Linked DNA regions of Mus musculus: region 2 is linked to region 1. The links are chromatin contacts, called in public Hi-C maps. All regions are on one chromosome and are shown on one strand. The core of a region is the stretch at or near the end of the contact, and the rest is flanking DNA. Distances in the headings are between cores, read along the strand shown. Region 1 has its middle 45 kb from the start of 2610301B20Rik. Region 2 has its middle 31 kb from the start of Virma.

The links. A called contact is a pair of places that touch in the nucleus more often than the background predicts.
Region 2: a Hi-C map of group 2 innate lymphoid cells shows a contact between it and region 1, with 4 times the contacts expected there. The contact joins two enhancer-like sites. A contact is called at or near these places in 1 of 15 datasets of contacts at CTCF or cohesin (embryonic stem cells), 21 of 484 Hi-C or Micro-C datasets (the C2C12 cell line, CD4 T cells, CD8 T cells and 14 more), 2 of 115 datasets of contacts at active chromatin or transcription factors (embryonic stem cells and large pre-B cells) and 1 of 9 other capture datasets (embryonic stem cells).

The regions. Positions count from the first base shown.
Region 1 is chr4:10,917,606-10,920,839 of GRCm38.p6, reverse strand. No RefSeq gene overlaps it. Among named protein-coding and RNA genes, the nearest start is that of 2610301B20Rik, 45 kb to the right of the region's middle. Within about 2 kb of position 1,634, at least 94 of the 459 cell types and tissues checked have an H3K27ac peak or open chromatin away from gene starts, as enhancers often do. A contact at or near this core is called in CD8 T cells, group 2 innate lymphoid cells, pro-B cells and 1 more, where this site is marked.
Region 2 is chr4:11,453,699-11,456,932 of GRCm38.p6, reverse strand. No RefSeq gene overlaps it. Among named protein-coding and RNA genes, the nearest start is that of Virma, 31 kb to the left of the region's middle. Within about 2 kb of position 1,637, at least 163 of the 459 cell types and tissues checked have an H3K27ac peak or open chromatin away from gene starts, as enhancers often do. A contact at or near this core is called in CD8 T cells, group 2 innate lymphoid cells, pro-B cells and 1 more, where this site is marked.

The DNA of each region.
Region 1 (3,234 bases), core at 385-2,884:
ATAACGGGCCAACCTGATCTAGACAACCCCTCTCTGAGACTCTTTCAGGGTGATTCTGGAGTATGTCGAGATGACAACTAAAAGTAACACGGAGGTCAAGGAGCCCAGGATGAAATCCCGGAGAAGATACTTCGCTCCCTTAAGTCGAGTTTCCTCATTTGTAAGATGGGGATGAAAAGGGGACCTATCTCAGGGCTGCTATCAGAATTAACTCTGCTCCAGAAAGAACTGCCTACCAGCACTGTTTCCTCATGGCCACTGTGTGGGAGGCTGGGGGGAAATGTTCAGAAAGCTTTGCGTCTGACTTAAGCACTCACAGAGTTCTGTGGACTCAAAGTTTCTCAGACGTTCCTGTCTCCAGTCTGAATGACTCAGTGACCTGCAGGTTGACATGGGTGAGACACAGAGTATGCATCCCAGAGGATGCCCCAGGTGGTTTACTGGGAGTGACAAGGCTCCAAGCATCCCCTTTTCCCCCACTTCTTCAATTCCACGGACACTGTGACCGTGACCGATCTCCCTCTAGCATTTTTCCGGTGTGAAGCAACACACAGGAGAAGCTGCTTCTGTGGGGGTGGGGTGTCATTACACTCTCAGGAGTGGTGGCCTTCTATCTAGACAAACACCCTAGAGGCAGACTGCTTGGGGTCTGGGAGGTGAGTCACCCAGGGCTTGTCTTGAAGAAGGCCATAGATGGTCTGATGTTTAGTGAGCAAAGTGACATTGGTAAGCACAGCCTCTGTGTAGTCAGTGGAAACTGGTGGCTGGCTCTTTGCTGTGTGCCAGTTTTGCTACCAAGAAAGAACTTCGATGCTGCCAGGGCTTCCTGGTCATCCCTTTGGCTCGTCAGTGACTAGCACAGTGAGGAGGAGGCCACCCTTCTTCTGGCTCTTCTGTCTGTTGCTGTCCCTTCTCAAATCCAATGGAAGCAGGGTAGACAGTCCCTTGACTTTCAGAGATAATTGTCACATGGACATGTGGTAGATCTGTTTTTAAAGAGCACTCTGCCATTTCCACCATATGACCAGACATCTGAAGAAAAAGAAACAGATGGACGGATGCTGAAGAACGGGACTGATGTCTGTGTTGAGTGACTCCCAGCAGTGCCAGAGTCAGGATCCTAGCTGGGATTTGGTGTCAGCTGGGGTGGCCTCCATGCCATGTTCTGCGAGCCACTGTGAGCTAGAAGCATAGGCTGACTTTTTTGTGGCTCTTGCAAGGAATTAGAAAGATGAGGCTTACTAAATTAGCCCAGGCCCAAAGAGGAAGTGGACACAGAGTCCTGAGATGTAGTGAGGGGTTTGGTGACCAGGGTTGGGCATGGCTGCTCTCAGGTGAGAGCCTGAGTAGGTTCAGAGACCGGCTAGTGTTCTAGCTGACAAATGAAAAGCAGCAGATGGCAGTGACTGTACACAAACTACTCTGTGGAGAGCACTGGGGCTCCTGGGAGGCCTTATCTCCTTCCTTTTGTTCAGAGGAGAGGATTGGTGTGAGCCTGGCTGGCCCACCAGCAGAGCACAGATGTGTGCTTGCAGCTGTCCTATCCTGCGGTTGTGAGGAGGAAACTGGACCCTGTGTCTAACAAGCAACTGACTGAACAGAGGAAGCCGATGTCCCCAGCAGGGCCTGGGACTCACCTTTGACCCAAGAGACAGGAAGTGCTTCACATCTGAGGACTTGGGCTGATCTGCAACAGACTGGTTCGATGGAGGCCCCACGGAACCAGAAAAACTGGTAGCCTCTTTGCTTCTTTTACGCATGGACCATCTTCCAGAAGATAATGAAAGCAACTTTTAATGGAAGCACACATACACATGAGCTAGGCAGCTTCAGTATATCAGAAAGGTCATGGAGTTCTGAGGGAGGGTGTAGGAACAGGGTCCCCCGGACCTCCCAGACCTGGCTGTGGAGTGCAGGAAATGTGGTTCTCACTCACATTTTCCCGCCTTCCCATATATGTGTGCTAACGCAATTACATGTCCCAAAGAAGTTATGAAACCTTCCCCTGGAGGTTGGAGTCTGGTGACAGACAGTCCAGTGGCTTCCAGCACCGCCCAAGCCTGGTCTAGGGGGGGCCTTGTTTTCTCCCATGCTTGTTCCTGACCCCAAGTCCTGTGAAAGGACCTGTCCTCATGGTAGCTCACAGGGTAGCTATCCAGATGTGAGGTGGCCTCTGTGCATACGGTGGGAGGGATAGTGTTTCTAAATTTAGGTCCTGTAGACGATGACATGCTAAGCCTCAGTTACTTGGCCAGCCTCCGACTTGTCTGTTAAGGTGAGGAAACAGGTGCCTGCGGCCGTGGCCGGCTTCTCGTGGCTTCCTTCTTCTGGGCCTCCTCAGGGATTGAGCAGTGAACACTTGCAGGCTTCAGGGTGTGGGGCCAGTGGAGCAAGAAGGGACAAGGAGGGGATGAGGGCCAGGTAAAGAGAGGGCCTGGCCAGACTTAGTCCTCATGCTCACAGTGCTAGGTCCCAGCTGTGAGACATTCAGTCCACTGGGAAATCTACTGTAGGTGGATCTTGGCAATAAAATGTGGAGATTAATCAAGGCAGCTCTGTTATGGGCCCCTTGCTCATGTAGGCTGCCTTGAGACCTTACCTGTGCCATCGCTCTGACTCTGTCTGGGCTCCATTATATTATTATTTTTAAAAGACAGGGTCCCACAGAGCAGTCCAGCTTGGCCTGAAACTAGCCATTTTCTTGTGTCCGGTTCTTGAGTGCTGGCTGGTATTCTAGGTATGAGCCACTATGCCTCGCTTAACTGTAACTTAAAAAAAAGTATGTGTGTGTGTGTGTGTACACACGTCTGCTTGTCTGTGTGTACACACACATGTCTGCTTGTCTGTGTGTACATACACATGTCTGCTTGTCTGTGTGTACATATACATGCCTGCTTGTCTGTGTGTACGTACACACATGTCTGCTTGTCTGTATGTACACACACACACATGTCTGCTTGCCTGTGTGTATACACACATGTCTGCTTGCCTGTGTGTACACACATGTCTGCTTGTCTGTATGTACACACACACACACACATGTCTGCTTGTCTGTGTGTACACACACATGTCTGCTTGCCTGTGTGTACACACACATGTCTGCTTATCTGTGTGTACACACACATGTCTGCTTGCCTGTGTGTACACACACATGTCTGCTTGCCTGTGTGTACACACACATGTCTGCTTGCCTGTGTGTACACACACATGTCTGCTTGCCTGTGTGTACACACA
Region 2 (3,234 bases), core at 388-2,887, 540 kb before region 1:
GCCAGGAGAAGTGCATCCTGAGGACAGACTGGTGGAGCAGCCGAGGCGAGACTCAAATAGCAAGTTATTTAGGAAGAGCCAGTCTAGGATAGAAAAATGGTATAGGGGTAATTGCCCAGTAAAGCATGCTAAATAAATCCTTAGGGTTCTGCCTCAATTAATTGGGGGGACTGGACAAGTCATAATAAAAAATAAGTGGCTAGAGAGATGGCTCAGCAGTTGGGAGCACTGAGTCTTCCAGAGGTCTTGAGTTCAATTCCCAGCAACCACATGGTGGCTCATAACCATCTATAATGAGATCTGGTGCCCTCTTCTGATCAGCAGCCATACATGGAGGCAGAATGTTGTATACATAATAAATCAGAGAGAGAGAGAGAGAGGGAGAGAGAGGGAGAGAGAGAGTTTCCAGGGCAGCCTGGACTGTTACACAGAGAAAACCTGTCTCAAAAGAAAAAAAAAAGAAAAAAAAAAGAAAAGAAAAAAGAAAGAAAAAGGGAAAAGAAGCTATGGAGCAGGGTGGTAGTTCAAAAGGTAAGGCAGCCTTCTATTTATTTGTAAAAAAATATTTATTTTTTATTTCTTTTATTTTTAGGAGTATAATTATAATATTTTGCCTTCCTCTTTCCTCCCTCCAAACCTTCCCACATGTCCCTCCTTGCTCTCTTTCAAATTCATGGCCTCTTTTTTTTAATTAATTGTTGCTATATGCATATATGTATGGGTACATACATATATATTGCATATATGTATGTGTAGATACATACACATTCCTAAATGTAACTTGCTCTGCATAATGTTACTTGTATTTTACCTGTATGCCTACATGTGTGTATGTGCAGGTTCCATGTGTGGACCTAGTAATCTCAGATCCCCCAGAGCTAGTGTTGTAGACAATTGTGAGCCGTCATGCTCGTGCTGGGAATGGAACAGTAAGTTCTTTCAATCACTGAGCCATCTCCCTAGCTGCAGGAAAGGCCATTTTCTTAGCACTCACTTTCCTGTGCATGATCTATCTGTTGGGAGTTGCTCCAGAAGAAATAGCTTCCAGCCTTCCTCTTGGCTATCCTGTTCATTGAATACTAATTCCAGATTTCGAAGCCCCCATCCTGCGTGGCCTGCAACCTGTTCTCAGACTCCCAGGCTCCAGAAGGGTGAGAAATAATTTTTTATGGCTTATAACCTATCGAATTTATGGTACTTTGATACAAAAGCTCAAACAGGCTATTATGAAAATCAATAAATTCAATTAAAAATTAAAAGCCACAAGGAAGAAAGCAAACAGAGTCCCGAGGGAGAATCGGCGGTGTGGTGAAGGAACTACATAACACAGTTACACTTAATAAGCGACTCGTGGGATCAGAAGCCAGTCTTGCATAGATAGACTGAGGAGAGGGGTTGGCAGAGGAGCCACATGCAGGAAAGCTCAGAGGACCTGCACGGACCAAGCATGAGCGTGTATCACCACTGCCCGCACAGGGTCACAGAAAGAATGTTGCGGCACATGTCATCTCCCTGAGGGCTGGTCACAGGCTCTAGGAAGAAAGAAAGCACACTCACTTCCCCACAGGACTTGCCACACGAGACTGTATTCATTCACCTATGGCCGCTTCCTCCTTGCCTCAGATTGGCCAGTGCCCAAGCTACGCCCCTTCACCAGTTACAGCCAACAACAATGAAGCCCTTGCTCGGATTCCTGCCTCCTCATCATCTCACTGCTGCGATTTGGCACTTGAGTTTAGTCAGGGCTTTCTGACTAACTGCTTTTCTATAGGATGAGAAATCAGGTTCCAGAGTTAGGTGACCAGTATCTAACATTCCGGACCGCTAGTATGAGCGTTGATACTGTCGACAGGATCTAGGAATCAAACGCTGGGCATGTCTTTGGGGGAACGTGGGGTTTCTAGATTCAGTCCAATGAGCTGGAAAGATTTACTCTACATGAGGGAAGTATCAGTCCACGGCTGGTGTCCTGGGGTGAGTGGGGGTGGGGAGAAAGAAAGAAAGTTGAACATTAGCTCTCCTCTGGGTGTCCTAGCATCAAACACCATGTGTCCACGTCCCCGCCTGGGTGCCTTCCCACCCATGGTAGACTGTGAGCCTACATTAAACCCTTCCTTCCTTAAGTTGCTTTGTTACCTAGTGAGAACATTAATATTATTTATATTTATATTATTTTAAAACTATTATACTACCTAGGTATTATTGGGCACACGACTGTAATTTTCAACAATGGGAGTCTGAGGCAGGAGGATTGTGAGTTTGATGCCAGCCTAGGCTATTTAGGGAGCCTCTGTCTCAAACAAGCAAACTCCTGCACTCATGAAGTTTACAACTTAAAAATCACAAGACTAAACAGATATTCCTTAACAAAATACAAATAAGCACAGTGTTTTACTTGTTCCTCAAGAAATTGAAAATACGGATGTCAGCGATCATTTTCTATTTCCCAGTTCACTGGCTGATGTTGGCACGTTCCTGTGGGTCTCACTGTCTCAATGTTTCATGCACTCAAACCTTGTCTTCTACTTGCGTCCTTATGGGATTCAAACCAAAATGCTAACGTTGTCCTAAAGTTTAGGACAGAATGCTTGATCAGAAAGAAAAAGAAAAAGAAAAAGAAAAAGAAAAAGAAAAAGAAAAAGAAAAAGAAAAAGAAAAAGAAAAAGAAAAAGAAAAAGAAGGAGAAAAGGAGAAAAAGAGAAAGGGAAAGGGAAAGGGGAAGGGGAAGGGGAAGGGAAAGGGGAAGGGAAAGGGAAAGGGGAAGGGAAAGGGGAAGGGAAAGGGAAAGAAATCTCTAAACTGAAGCTCTCTGACAGATAAAGACCTTCCTCAAAGGAGAACGACAGAAGGATGGTAAGGATTTAGAGCCACGAAAGCAGCCTGGGAATCACCGCAGTGTACTGACTGGATCTGGCCAGGAGAGGGAAGCAAACTCTAAGACTATTATCAGCAGGGGTGAAGCAGCTACTTTAGGTAGGTAGTTGACTTTGAAGCCTAAATATGTATCTAAACTCTTTGTCTCTGTCTCTGTCTGTGTCTGTCTGTCTGTCTGTCTGTCTGTCTGTGTCTGTATCTGCATCACTCTCTGTCCCCCCTCCCTCTGTCCCACCCTCCTCCCTTCCCAGGAAGTTCTACCTGCCTCCTCCACACAAGAACTACAAGTATGTGCTACCATGCCTGTGGTTTTTTTTCCTTCCTTCTTTCTTTTTCCTTCCTTCCTTCCTTCCTTCTTCC